Linked DNA regions of Mus musculus: regions 1, 2, 3 and 5 are each linked to region 4. Evidence: chromatin contacts called from public Micro-C, capture Hi-C and promoter capture Hi-C data. All regions are on one chromosome and are shown on one strand. The core of a region is the stretch at or near the end of the contact, and the rest is flanking DNA. Distances in the headings are between cores, read along the strand shown.

What was found. Promoter capture Hi-C pulls out the DNA fragments that hold promoters and counts their contacts. A called contact is a pair of places that touch in the nucleus more often than the background predicts. Capture Hi-C pulls out chosen DNA fragments and counts their contacts.
Region 1: a promoter capture Hi-C map of pre-B cells shows a contact between it and region 4, with 2.8 times the contacts expected there. The contact joins the promoter of Mtfmt here to the promoter of Dis3l in region 4. A contact is called at or near these places in 2 of 39 promoter capture datasets (cranial neural crest and pre-B cells).
Region 2: a capture Hi-C map of macrophages shows a contact between it and region 4, with 4 times the contacts expected there. The contact joins the promoter of Spg21 here to the promoter of Dis3l in region 4. A contact is called at or near these places in 1 of 39 promoter capture datasets (erythroid cells) and 1 of 9 other capture datasets (macrophages).
Region 3: a contact with region 4 is called in a Micro-C map of embryonic stem cells, with 6 times the contacts expected there. The contact joins the promoter of Skor1 here to the promoter of Dis3l in region 4. A contact is called at or near these places in 1 of 39 promoter capture datasets (liver), 2 of 484 Hi-C or Micro-C datasets (B cells and embryonic stem cells) and 2 of 9 other capture datasets (adipose tissue and liver).
Region 5: a contact with region 4 is called in a promoter capture Hi-C map of liver, with 2.9 times the contacts expected there. The contact joins the promoter of Rasl12 here to the promoter of Dis3l in region 4. A contact is called at or near these places in 3 of 39 promoter capture datasets (liver and pre-B cells) and 1 of 9 other capture datasets (liver).

The regions. Positions count from the first base shown.
Region 1 is chr9:65,434,373-65,437,113 of GRCm38.p6, forward strand. It overlaps Mtfmt (mitochondrial methionyl-tRNA formyltransferase), which reads left to right and starts at 1,410. Exons shown (of 9, transcript NM_027134.3): 1 at 1,410-1,635; 2 at 2,616-2,741. The coding sequence starts at 1,442.
Region 2 is chr9:65,459,513-65,462,212 of GRCm38.p6, forward strand. Spg21 (SPG21, maspardin) reads left to right here and starts at 1,425. Exons shown (of 9, transcript NM_138584.2): 1 at 1,425-1,642.
Region 3 is chr9:63,145,633-63,148,332 of GRCm38.p6, forward strand. Skor1 (SKI family transcriptional corepressor 1) reads right to left here and starts at 1,348. Exons shown (of 9, transcript NM_172446.3): 1 at 1,175-1,348; 2 at 1-946. The coding sequence starts at 1,281.
Region 4 is chr9:64,339,991-64,342,690 of GRCm38.p6, forward strand. It overlaps Dis3l (DIS3 like exosome 3'-5' exoribonuclease), which reads right to left and starts at 1,267. Exons shown (of 17, transcript NM_001001295.2): 1 at 1,003-1,267. The coding sequence starts at 1,141.
Region 5 is chr9:65,397,147-65,399,846 of GRCm38.p6, forward strand. Rasl12 (RAS-like, family 12) reads left to right here and starts at 1,342. Exons shown (of 5, transcript NM_001033158.2): 1 at 1,342-1,521. The coding sequence starts at 1,419.

The DNA of each region.
Region 1 (2,741 bases), core at 160-2,659, 1.1 Mb after region 4:
CATGACTGCAGTGCCTGCAGGGGCCAGAAGAGGGCAGTGAGTCTCCTAGATCTGGCAATGTGTGTGCTAGAAAACAAACTCAGGTCCTCTGCAAGAACAGCGAGCATCTTAACCACTGAGCCGTCTCTCCAGCTCCAGTAGGTCACACCTTCAGTCGGTATTCAAAAGACAGCACCTTGAGTGTCAGAATCATGTTCCACTTCCCCTAAGTTAGGATTCTGGGACTGACTTGATCAGAGGAGGATACGGCTTGGCATCACATCTCATTTCCCTCATATGGTCAGATGCACCGGCTAGCAGCATCATAATCTTTGCCTCTCTTTTCTACTTAGCCCAAGGAATTTGCCGCTCTCTGGGCACACATTGGCCAACTTTCCACAACTATGGCAAACAAAGCCGCTCTCAGTTTTGAGGGGACACATGGAGAAAAAAATTATTGAATCTGTGAGGTAGGAGTTCAAGGCCTCAGGGAGGGTGTTGTCTTAGCACTGAAAAATGGATACCATTTAGTGAGGAAGAGAGGAAATGTGAGGTGGATGGAACGCTCAAGGGCACAGAAGCAGGGATCCTCAAAACTAAATGAAAGACTGCTCCAGGGCCTCTGGCTTTCAGGCCATGTGACAGGAATTAGATGAGAGAGGAACCTGATGCTGCTCTATAGCCAGAGCCAGCGTCACAAGCATGACCCATGTTAAGGACCCCAGTGTACCTTGGAAACACATATCTATCTGCACACCATGGTCTTCAGAGGTCTTCAGCAGATAGCCCTCACCCCTCCGTTTCCCTACAGTCTCCCTATGGCATCCCACATGGGAGGCCTGAGAATCTAAGAGTCTTGGATTCCTGAAGTGACTTCAGACAGGTGAGCAAACCTTAGTTTCATTGGGTGTGGAAATCCTGAGTTGCTTAGTAGTTAAGATTGCTGTTCAGGTCGAATGGTTAGGATCATGGCTTTGGAGCTGGAGGGACAGGACCCCTCGTTGCAGAGATGGCTCAGCAGTTAAGAGCACTGGCTTCCCTTCCATAGGACCCAGGTTCAATTCCCAGGCCCATGTGGCAGCTCAGAACTGTCTCGAGTTGTAGGGGATTCCACACTCTTACACAGACATGCATGCAGGCAAAGCACCAAAGCACGTAAAACAAAAATAAATTAAAAAAAAATTTGTAAAGTTTTAAAAAATAGTTTCTTTTAAAGGTTTGTTTTATTCATATGAGTGTCTTGCTTGTGTGTATATATCTGCAGTGTTCTTTGAAGAGCTTGGCTGAATAATACACATCAAAGTCCCCTCAAATTTCTTCCTTAGTGGTTCTTCAGTTGAGCCACGCCTCCAAAGCGGCAGGCCCCGCCTTGTCGTCTGCGCGTGCTTGGGCCTTTGAGCTCTTTGCTCCGCCCCCCACCATGGGCACGCATGCGCATGGTGGGCCGCTGCGGGCCGAGGTGATGCTCCTTCCGCGGTGCTGCTGGGGTCGGTGGCTGATGGGAAGGAGGCCACGCTGTTCCTGTCAAGCACCTGCCGGGTTCGACGGGAAGGACGGCCGAGGTTCCCGAGTCCGCGAGAAGCCGCCTTGGCGGGTGCTGTTCCTCGGCACCGACCACTTTGCCCGGGAAACGCTGCGGGCGCTGCACGCCGCCAGGTACCGGGGCAGGGTCCCACGCCGAGCCGCGGTGGCGACCCCAGGGCAGCGAGGTCCCGGGAAGGCGCCCTGTTGGGTCCCGGCCGGCAGAGCTCCTGTGGCTCCTGCAGCATCTGCCAGCAGACCCTCCATCTCCCCGAGCCTGGGAACCGGTACCTGGAGAGGCCCGGCCAGTACCCAGGGTCGTGGGCGGAGCCGGTTAGCTGAAAAGGGCTGTGACTCCAAAGTTCGTCCCTTCCTGGTGTTGGTGGCCTCCGTTTCCTTGCCCTTTTACACGCCTGTGTTTTCAAATGAATACATTTCTAAGTTAGAACAGTTTCATATACATATAATATTTATGCGATTTAACTAACCTTGTCTACTAGGAAGAAAGTTATTTGTAATTCACCCTTTCCTGAAAGGCTGCTGTGTCTACCGCCCCACTTCCCTGGAAGGATATTTGGTTATTTATCGGTCCCTGGTTTCCAGGCACTTATCTCGCCTCCATCCCTGCCTTCCTACAAACACTTTTCTTTTTAAATAAGATTTTTACTTTGAGATTTTATTTGTATGTGTGTGTGTCTATGAGCATGTACGTGTTGGTGCCTGTGGAGGCCTAAAGTGAGTGTCCCATTCCCTGGAGCTGGAGTGACAGGCCCTTGTGAGCTACACCCTGTGGATGCTGTAAGAAGAGAGCTGACTTCTGAAAGTTTTCCTCTCATTTCCACACACATGCTGTAGCATACGCCTGCACACACGCACACAGTAATAATAGCACATGCCCACACCATGCACACAATAATAATAATAAAAGACAATTTAATTTTTAAATTATTAAATTTAAACCCTGTGTGTTGGTTGCAAAAAATCTTAATTATTTTAGCTCTAAATGTACTATGGGTTTAATCATAAAAATAGCTTTGCTGTGCATGAAATAGTTTAGCTTTGGGCTGTTGCCCTGACACTGTCAAATTTTTTTTCCCCCAATCTTTCTGATTCAGAGACGGCAAAGAGGAAAAGTTAATTGAGAAACTGGAGGTTGTCACAGTGCCTTCGCTATCCCCCAAAGGACTACCTGTGAAGCAATATGCTATTCAGTCTCAGCTCCCGGTGTACGAGTGGCCCGA
Region 2 (2,700 bases), core at 175-2,674, 1.1 Mb after region 4:
AGCTTTGAGATACAGTACCACTATTTGAGATCCTTCTGCCTCACCTTTTTGAGAGCCGAGACATCACTATGCATTGGGGAAAATGTGTCTGGTGTTTGTCTAAGTTCTAGACTGGAACCTAAGACTCCTGAGCCATAGATCAGTGTTTGGTTGTTTTGTGGTTTTGTTTTTGTTTTTTTGAGTCATTGTTTTCGTCTGTGCTCTCTAGGCCTGGAGAGATGGTTTGGTGGTTAACAAACTTACTGCTCTTCCAGAGGACCAAAGCTGAGTTCCTAGTACCCAGTCAGGCTTGATCCATCTTAATCATCTGCAGTTCCAGCTCCAGGGGGTCCAAAGCTGGCCTCAGCAGGCATCAACACACACACGTACACACACACACACACACACGCACACACACACGTACAGGCACACGCACACACACACACGCACACGTACATGCACAGGCACAGGGACACGCACACACACACACACACACGTGGGGGCTGAGAGATTGCTCAGAGGTTAAGAATACATATTACTTTTACACCCGTGTTAGGCAACTCACAAACACTTGTAATGCCAGCTCTAGGATCCTCCTCTGCCCTCCTTATAAACTACACTCATGTGCACCATATATTCTCTCTCCCACAAACACACACACGATTAAAAGTAATAATAATAAAAAATATTTTTAAAAGTCCCTAAAACATTAGGATCTTGCTTTAGGAACCTTACAAATTTTCAAACAAGATTGACAGGTCACTCAATATTATTATGCATTATTTCAGAGCAAAGCTGTAAGCTAACTGAAAGGTGTTGTGGCATCTGCCACATCTCTCGTAAGAACAGTGACTAGACTGTGCCTGACAGAAGAGGGCAAACCAGCGCTGAGTATACCCCCTCAACATCAGCACAAAGCCATAAAAGGAGACAAGGCTTTGAAAGGAGGTCAGAGGACAGCGTCTATACAAAAGGTAAAAACAATTTTGCTGAGAAAGCATATGCAGTTGGGAGGCTGAAGGGGAATGGGACATGGGAGGCAGAGACTAAGGGAGGGTGATGATCCAAATTCTTTATATAGGTATCAAAATGTCCTAATTAAGCCATTGTAATGAACTGATATATACTAATGTTTTAAAAAGACTATGTCAAGGCCTATTCACCAAAGCTATGGACCAAAAGTGTCTCCCCACCAAAGCATGAAGACGCCTAAAAACCGAAGTCAGAAGCACATCCCCGGGGCCTACAGCCTAGATTTTTCACTTCCTCCTCCATGCTCCTGTCAGAAGTGACCAAGAACTGACCCTTATCCACCACCAGCCTCCACAGCCTCTAGGACACCGCAAATCTCAGAACAGGGCCTCCCTTGCCAGCCCCGTCGCCATAGTAACCACCAGAGCCCCGCCCCTTCCTCGCCATCTGGTCCCGCCTCCTCGGAACCCGGAAGCGGGAGGCGCGCCCGGGGAGCTCGCAGTACCAAAGCTGGGAGGCGGTGGCCTCTGGCTGCTCGGCCGCGCGCCCCCTCTGCCCGCTGCTCCCGCGGGGCTCCTGATCTGCGGCCGCCGGTCCAGTCCGCGCCCCGCCGACTCCATCCTCTGCGCCCAAATCGGGGCGAAGATCCGTCTAGGCTGGAAAGAAAGGGACGCGGGAGCGGCCACGGCAGGTGAGGGGCAGGCCCTGGAAAGCAAGAGTGTGGGTGTGTGGTGCGTGTAGGGTTGTAGGTGGGCGTGTATCGAGCATGCGTGACTTACGAGCAGAGTTCACGAGTGGGCAGGTCCTTGTGACCATGCACGTGATCCATATCTCTGTGTGTGCGTGTGGTGCGCTCTCGCGGGCGCCTGTGTGTGTCCGATTGTGCCTGTGGGTCTGTCTAAGGTTCAGCCTCGGTTCATTGCGGATTGTTGTTGTTTCTGAACTGGTGGAACCCAGGGCGGCCCCTATGGCGATTGGTGCCCAAAATCCTTAGTCAGACATCCTCATTTTCTTGAGCCACCCATCCTGGGGCAGAAATTCAGGAGCATTTTGGTTTCAGTCAACTTTTAAGGGCTGCGAGTAGAGTTGTTTTAAAGATCCTACCTCAGACTAGGTGTGAGGCCTGTGAAAGAGTCATGAAGAGTGTAGCAGGGCGAGAGAAACCCCCCCCCCCTTTTTTCTTCTTTTCCCAGGGAGTTAGAAGTTAGGGGCTGATGTTGTTTTGTCTCCATCTGCAGTGGTCTAGCTTCTCTTTTTGCAAGGATTCTGCACATTGGGAAGCCGTCTAATAGCTGTGTATGAGTTTTCAAAAAGATTTTACACCAGAACCTTGAAACGAGTGGTCAGAGAGAAAGATGTGCGGGCAGCGTCTCCTCTCATGATATTTAGAGAGAAGTGGATAGGTTCCTGGAGAAAGGATAAATCTTACCTGAAGAAATCTCCAAAAAGATGGCTATTTAATACATATAGGTGTGGTGAAGGATGAAGATGTGTAGTGAACAGCCCGCCGCAGGGCCTTAGGTGTAGTTCAGTGGTAAAAGCCCATGGTGAGCGTTCCCCAACACCGAGAACCATAGTTATGTCACCTAGAGGCTCTCTAGTTCTAATAACCTTTTTAATTGGTTGTATTAACAACCACAGATTGTCCCTATATAAGACACCTATACATTGAGATAAAGGACCAGCAATATGTGACTGACCGTGTGTTAAACATTTGTAGAGGCGATTTCCTCAGCTATGAACTGCAGG
Region 3 (2,700 bases), core at 98-2,597, 1.2 Mb before region 4:
TGCCGCCGCCAGGCCAAGTGCGCGCTGCGGATGCGGTGGAGGTGGCCCGGGAGGCCCAGCCGCCTCGTCTTCACCGCAGCGCAGACTTTTGTGGGGCGGTGGGCCTGGGGCCATCTCTGAGCCGCACCCTGGACCGCCACCGCCACCAGCGCCGCCCTTCCCTGCACCACCAGACCCGCTATTAGCGCCGCCTCCGCCGCCCCCTTGCAGGGAGAAGGTCCGCTTGCGCGTACCGCCATTAAACATAGCCTTGACGTCCTCCCAAGCGTGGCTCAGTTCGTCGGTGGCCGACTTGTCACTGAGTTTGAGGTGCCGACGCCACGAGTTAAAGTTGGCGGCGTCGGGCTGAGTGTACTTGGCGTCGGGTGTGCGGTGCGAATGGAAGATGAACTTGTTGGGAGAGAAATACATACTGCAGTAGCCGCACTTGATGCACTTAGCACGAGAGCTGTTGTAACGGGCAGGGATGAAGCTGCCCCGAGAGCCCCATGCGCACTCGTGCACCACGTCAAAGGCGAAGTTCTCAGGCAGTTTGGGGGGCTTGTGCTCGCCCAGGAACGACTTGCACAGGCGTTCGGCCTCTCGTTTTGTGATCATACCACAGCGGCGAGAGGAGATGGGCATGGCCCCGGCCCGACGCAGTATCTCCAGCTGCACCGGCGTGCATTGCACGCATGTGATGCCCAGGGCCACGCGGCGGTTGTGGATCTCATTGTAGCTGTAGTTTTTGAGCAGGGTGTTGGAGATCTGGGCTAGGCACAGGCGCTCCTGCCCATCAATGACCAGCGACACGATGGGTACCCCGTACAGCGACGTCTCGCCCACCTGGTTGGGTTTAAGGGCGCTGGATCCCGAGTAGGGCTGCAGCTCTTGCTTGGAGTTGGGAGAGGAGCTGCCCTCGCGTCCCGGCCCCAGCTGAGTGGTGAGAGCCTCCATGCCGCCGCTCCTGCGAAACAGAGAGAGCAGAGAGCAGATGAGCCATTTTTTTAGCGCCGCTACCTAGGTTCAGGCCCGCCCAGCGGGGCGCAACGTGTGGGGTGCGAGGGGGTTACTTGGCAGTGGGGAGCTCAAGCTCATTCGTCCCACGGACTGGCCCCTTTTGTTATTCAGACCAGCTTCTGAGCTGAAACAAAAGCACCCGGGGGGCTAAGGGAGGAAAAGGGAAAATCGAAACCTCAGGAAAGCCCCGGCTGCCAGGAAACCAATCCTGTTTTCAGATTGGAAAGGAAGTGGGACCCAGAGACGGAGAGTGACTTGCCCAAGGCCACACAGCAATGCCATAGCCAAATCCAGGCTTTCCAGCCGGCACTCAGGTTTGCGTGCCTTCAGCTACCTCACAGCTCGCCCTGCCCGCCAGGGTCCTGAAGCCCGGACTTCAGGGACCAGCGGCCCCTCTGCTCAGTCGCGCATGCACGCGTGCGGGCGGGGGCAGTGAAGGGAGAGGTGGGGAGGCGAAGGAGGGGCACTCACTGCCCATCACAAACTGCAGGATGTAGGGGTGGGGGCAGGGAGAAGGGGGAGGGATGGAGGTTGAAGGAGGAGGATAGAAGGAAGAGGAGGAGGCCACTGCTGTTCGCGGTGCTGAACCCTACCCTTTCCAAAGCTTGTCGCGTGCACCACGACCTCGGGTGGCCCCCAATGCACCTATCTTCGTGGTGACCGGCTTCCAGGGACAACAGTACCGGTTTGCACAAACCTGTACTTCTCTTCTGACTCCTTGAGCCCGGTGTTCCTTGAGCAGAAAGAGTCCAGCTGGGTTTACAAAACGCTTTCTTGCCAGCCATCAGTTAGGCCGGGATCACGCAGTCTCTAACCACATTTTCTGCATTTTTTAGCTGCATTCCAGACTAAAGCCGGCTCCCCTCTTGTCAGCGCTTGGGACAGAGAGGTTCTCACAGGCGTTTCTCTGGAGTCACTTTTTAGCTTTGGAAACATGCCCCTGAGCTTTCTGTCCTCTTCCACACAGCTTTTCTTACTCAGACCCAACACAGGCTCCCCAGGCTCTGGGCTGCTCCTTTTGTGGGGGTGACTCCTCTTTGAGTATCCTTCATGCCCCGACATCAGCTCAGATGGGCTAGAAGGAATCTTGGCCACTCTTGGAAGCCACTGTAAAACTCCAAGCACTAAAAAGTTGCTGCTGGTCCCTCGCTTTGATCTCTGGAGAAGGCAGAGAGGAAGCTGTATCCACAGTCTAGCCTGGTGGAGGACCCAGGAATTGATGTTTAGGGCCTTCTAGGTCGCCCAGTCACCTCACGTGTCTTCAGACACTCAGGGCTCCATGGACCCAATGCTGGGCGGCAGGCGCTCTTGCCGCCAATCTAGTCCCTAGGACTCCCTCCTCCGAACTTGGCTGGAAAAGCAAATCCATTTCAGAGGGGTAGCTTCACTCTAACAGGGATCCGAATTCCAAAGCTAAGAACCTGGCATCTTTGGTCTGCAGGTATCTTTCCCTCCCTCTGTTTGCTTAGATACTTATTTGTCGATCTTATCTGTCCCTGAGCTGTCTGTCGCTGCCAGCTCACCGCTCTTTCTCCCATCTATCTTGTATCTTGTTCAAGTATCAACCTATTTATTATCTGTTTCATCTCTTCCAGTCAAACTGAGGCAAGTTGATCCTCCCTTGTCACTGAAATCCCCAGTAACATTTTAGGAGGCAAGCAAACTACTGTGCTAACTCCCTGGCTGAGGGGTCAACAAGGC
Region 4 (2,700 bases), core at 17-2,516:
TCTCTATCTACATATACACACGTGTATATATATGTAAGGGCAAGAGTGCACATGTGTGTGTGTGTTGACCCCTTGTAAGCATCTAACAATTCCAAGGCTATTCGGTCTGAAGCTTCCTAACACGGCTACACGGTTCTAGGGTTGAGGAGAACGTCCTAAAAAGGATGCGCTGTTCAATCAATGGGCTTCCACTCAACTGACACCTTGGTCAAGCTGTGACCTCAATCATGTATTCTGAAAAGACCCCCTCACGCTCATCTCCCACTAGGGGTAACAAACAGCTGGAGGGTCTGCGTACTGGCAGGAGCAGAGCAGGCAATGTCAAATGTCCAGCCAGCGTAATACGCTCAGGAGTAAGGTGCCAATAGCATTTTCGGGCAGAAAGGAGGAGGTGCCTACGCCCTTAGGTCCCCCTGGAAAAACCGAAGCATCCGGTGCCTGCAGGCTCTTCCACTTAGCCCGGCTATTGTAGCAGGCAGGTCCGGAGAGGAGCGCCCCTGAGGCTGCAGAGGCCGGTCCTGCCTGTGCCGGCCACTGGGAGGGAAGACTGGACGCACCGGGGACGCTCCAGGGCCGCTCCCGGCTGCCCCAGTACCGCCGAGCCCAGACGGTTATGCTCGCTCCGGCTGCCTACAGTCCGCGAGGGTCTGGCTCCGCCCTTGATGCCAGCGCTAAGCCGCCCTCGCTGCTCAGCTTCCCGCTCTCCTCTCTCCTTGGGTCCCGCTTCCTTCACTAGGGCCCCGCCGCCATCGCGACGCCAGGCCGGGATTCCCTTTGCTCTTTGGGCCTCTGCCACCCTCGCTCCTCAGGCCTCAGGTCCCTTCGCTCGCGCCCGGCAGCCTTCGCTACGTCAGGCCCCGGCCTCCCTCGTTCCTTTGGTCCTGGCTTCCCTCGTTCTCCGAGTCCCGGCTTCTCTCGCTCTCCGAGCCCCGGCTTCCCTCTCCGGCTCCGGCCTCCCTCGCTCTTCCCGCCCGGGCCTTCCCGGTCCACCCCGGCTCTGACCGTTGCGGCAGGCGGCAGGCTGCGGGCACAGCGGGCTGTTGCAAGGCACGCTGGGCCGCAGGTAGTGTTCACGCACGATCCGCAGCGTCCGACCCTGGAAGGTCCTCAGCAGCAGCACCTTCTCCCGCTTCTGCAGCATGCTGGCGGCGTCGCCCGGCACTGTGGCCGGGAAGCGGCGGGCGGCGGGCGGCAGGCGGCAGGCTCAGGCGAGACCGAGGCCTGAGGCCCGCCCCTCGGGCCTGGTCGGGCAGGCAGCAGCGTTCACGTTCCCGCTACCGCTACCGGGAGCGACCTAGCCAGGGCTGAGAATCCTCCGGGCCCAGTCCTACTCGCGCCTTTTATTCCTCTCTGTGCCTTAGTTGTCCCCGGGCGGGAAAAGTGTAGATAAACTTCACCCGAAGAATCCTCGGGTGTGAAGGTAGGATGTGGCAGGTAGTCTAAGAGTCGAGTGTAAAAGGATTATTATTTTTATTTTTATTATTATTTTTTTTACTTTGTTTCTACCCACAGGCCCGTGTGCGAAGGGCTGCCATAGCAACAGAGGTAATGCCGGGCAGTGATGGCTCATGCCTTTAATCCCAGCACTTGGGAGGCAGAGGCAGGTGGATTTCTGAGTTCAAGGCCAGCCCGGTCTACAGAGTGAGTTCTAGGACAGCCAGGGCTACACAGAGAAACCCTGTCTCGAAAAACCAAAACAAAAAACAAACAAAAAACAAAACAAAAACCAGAGGTAATAACTGTAGAGTTTTCTCGTCCTTGTTTTTGCAGTATCTGAAAGAATTGAAAAGCTCAGCAAAAAAGCTGGTAACCCTGCTGGCCAAACCGGTTTTCCTCTTCAAAAATATGCTTATTTTAAATTTTAATACACGTAAACATTCAAACACTACAGATAAAATGAAAACCAGTCCTTCTGGGGTAAACACTCTACAACTTTTATAGCGCTGGCAGCCTCGGGCAAAGGACTTCTTAGAGCCGCTATTGACATGATCTCTAAGTACTGTGCTTGTAGTGTTTGACAAAAAGGACGGTATCTTGGGAGACCACACACCCTGGATTCTCCAAGCACTGAGCCCACTGGAGCAAGAGTATCATTTAGCTTCCTTAAATCAAAGGAGTGGGTGTTTATTTGTATCATTTTATAGGCTGTGAGGCTGCATTAAGGGAGCTTAAGTGCCCAAGGATACCTAGTTATTATGTTTCAGAACCAATCTTGAAGCTAGAAACTGCTCAACTTCAAAGCAGGTTAAGCATCATCTAGTCACTGGTGAATAAAAGAGAGAGCGCCTGCACCAAAGGAATTTACTGCTTGGCAACCTTTGGTTAATGTGGCTGGCCCAGTTGGCTGGAAACACCTGGTTCTTCCAACGCAGCTGAAATAAACCAGGACCAGTCTCTCATTTCACCCTAAGGGAATGCTAAAGGGTCATGGTCTCCTCCTCCTCCTCATATCTCTGTGTCAAATCACTTGGTGAAACTCAAGGTAGACTTGCACAAACAGGAAAATAATGTAGAGCTGGCAAACAGGCACCAGACAGTGCAAGGAGAGTCCCTAAAGCTCTCCACAGTGAAAGAGGCTCTCCCTGTCTAATACAGGAGTCAGTTCCAGAGAGACCAGAGGACAGTGAGTAGCCAAAATTGTTCTCTACATAAAAAATGCCTTAGATAACTGTCCACCAATCCCTCCCCAGCTCCCTTCCT
Region 5 (2,700 bases), core at 92-2,591, 1.1 Mb after region 4:
AACTGATATGTGTCAACCTGGGAAATAGTTCTGTGCTGAAAAGCTCACCCTGAGAAAGGCCCAAGGCTACACTGGGATCCCAAACACCCAGTGTAATTGCTGCCTAACTAACAAAGACTTTCTATTAGCTTAACAGCTATGGAAGCAGGTGGATTCCCCTCACAGTGGGTGAATGGGTGACAGCTCACCATTATGGGCCAGGAATGGGATGGAGCTAGTATGCCCTTCCCTCTCCAGCATCAGTGTTTTCCAGAATACAGGCCTTCAGGGTTCTAGAATTTACTCAGGCCTGCCAAAATCACACCCCAAAATTTGCATTTATCTGCCCATTGGTATTTATAGACAGGGACATCAAAACCCAAAGAAGGGCTGGTCCATTGCTGCTATTGCGTTGCAAAAAAAGAAAAAAGAAAGAAAGAAAGAAAGAAAGAGAGAAAGAAAAGAAACCCAAAGAAGTGGGTGATTTTCCCAAAGTTATCTCAGCAACTAAGCTCTTGTGCCCTATCTCCAGCATAGCCTGATCTGAGACCCCAGGGAATGACCCCTACTTCATCAACCTCATCACCAAGCTCAGAACTGCTGTCCACTCCAGAACAAAGAAGACACATTCACATTTTACTCCTGTCAGGGAGAAAAAGTATTCCAGGATGGATTAGATTTCTGGAAGCCAAACCTGTAGAAAGCTTTACGTTTTAGTGGCATTTATCAATTATACATAATAATGAGTCTTGATGTGACATTTTCACACATGCATCTAATGCATTTTGGTCATAGCCACAGCCCCCATAGTCCCTCTCATGTCCCTACCACTCACGTATCCCCTTCCTCTTCCCAGTTACCTTCCTTCCAATTGTCATACTTTTGATTAATTTTTGGCGAGCCAATGAGTTCAAATAGGTTTACTTACAGGAGCGTGGGTGAGGTGTTTTATGTTTGGTTTGAGACAGCCTCACATGTAACTTAAGCTACCCTGGAATAGCCCAGGTTGGCCTCCAATGCACCACTGCTGCAACCCTCCTTCAGCTTCCCAAATGCTGGGACTAGAAGCATAAAACACCTGGCTAGGTCATGAAGTCTTAGCAAGGGGCACAAATCCTTTGTCCCAGGAGCCTGAGTTCTGCAGCGATGCTACTTGGAGTCGCCCATGCAAAACACAGAAGTAAAGTGCTGAGGGTGAGCTGGCTGTGGTCTAAAGCAAAAGTGACACAGAGACCCACCAGGAGGCAAGGAGTGCAACCCTGGTTGCAGGGTGCTCTGGCTGGGGGCTCAGCGGCTTTTAAAAGGCAGTTGGAGCATGGAGGCCACGCCCCGTCCACGCCCCTCCTCCAGCGGGCGGACACCATAGTCTGAGTGACTGGGGGCGTGCAACTAGCAGCCCATCGGGCCGGGAGACCGGCGTGGCCATCTGCAGCTTCGCCATGTCGTCGGTGTTCGGCAAGCCCCGAGCTGGCAGCGGGCCGCACAGCGTGCCCCTGGAAGTTAACCTGGCTATCCTTGGGCGCCGCGGAGCGGGCAAGTCTGGTGAGTAGCTTGGAGAGCGGAGGATGAGGGCAGCTTCATCCACCAGCTCTCAGGGGCTTGCTTCTCCCGGTGGTTGGGTGAGTCCCTAAGACTGCTTTTTGCCTCAGTTTCTCTGTTGCAGGCTATCACTCTCGCCTTGCTTCTCCATCGCTTTGGTTATCTTTAGCTGCTTGCCTGCCTCTGCCTCTGTTCTCGGTGCCTGTGACTCCTGTCCCCCCCCAAATTCTCTCTTTGTGTTTCTCTTAGTTCCTCTACTTATCTGCATCCCTAGGACCAGCAGCCAAATCTCATCAGCTGACACTAACGAGACCTGTTGGCGCTGGTCTCCAGTCCTGGGTCCCCTTTGAATTCAGTGGCATCTTTGCTACTCCTTGATCTGTGCTGTCCACCCCACCCCCTCCAAGAAACTTAGTAGAAGTCATTTGAGATTAGAATTTCTCAGGCTTGGGCCACTCCTCCACTGCCAACCCTTGGGACTCTGAAACAGACTATTCTTATCAAATGTATTTGTTTCAAGCCAGACCCCTCTTGACTTTCAAGAAAGTCTGTAGTCCCAGGTGCCAAGACCTTGTCCTTGGGAAACCTGGGATCTTGGGCTACTACTAAGATAATTTCTGTCATCCTAGACCTTCATCACTTCTAAAAGTCATCACAGAGACCCCAAAAGGAGTGTTTGCCCTGCTCTCTGACACTTAAAGACCCAACCAGCTGAAGATGGGGGACCAGAAGGGGCTCCTCTGGCTACCCAGTTCCAGCCTACAGCGAATGGCCACCAGGCCTGTGAGCTATGACTTTCCTTCTCTTCCTTTCTCTGAGATTCTCTGAGGAAGTTTGAAGTCAGCACTCCTGGCTCAGAAGTGGAACCCAAAACACGGTTTTCCTTTGAAAACCAGCCTGTTCCCAGTGACTCAACCAATGGTCAGCTAGTGACTACACGGATGAAGGAATTCTCTTTTATTTTTGAGGCAGTCTCATGTAGCCCAGGCTGTCCCAGAACTTGTTATGAAGGCAAGGATGGCCCTGTATTCCTGAATCCTCTACCTTCCTCTTCCAAGTGCTGGGTTTGTAAATGTGTACCACCATTCCTGGCACTGGTAAACTTGGGGATGGAACCCAGGGCTTCGTACGTGGTAAGCAAACACTCAACCAACCAGGTAACATCTTCAGTGCCAGAAAGTT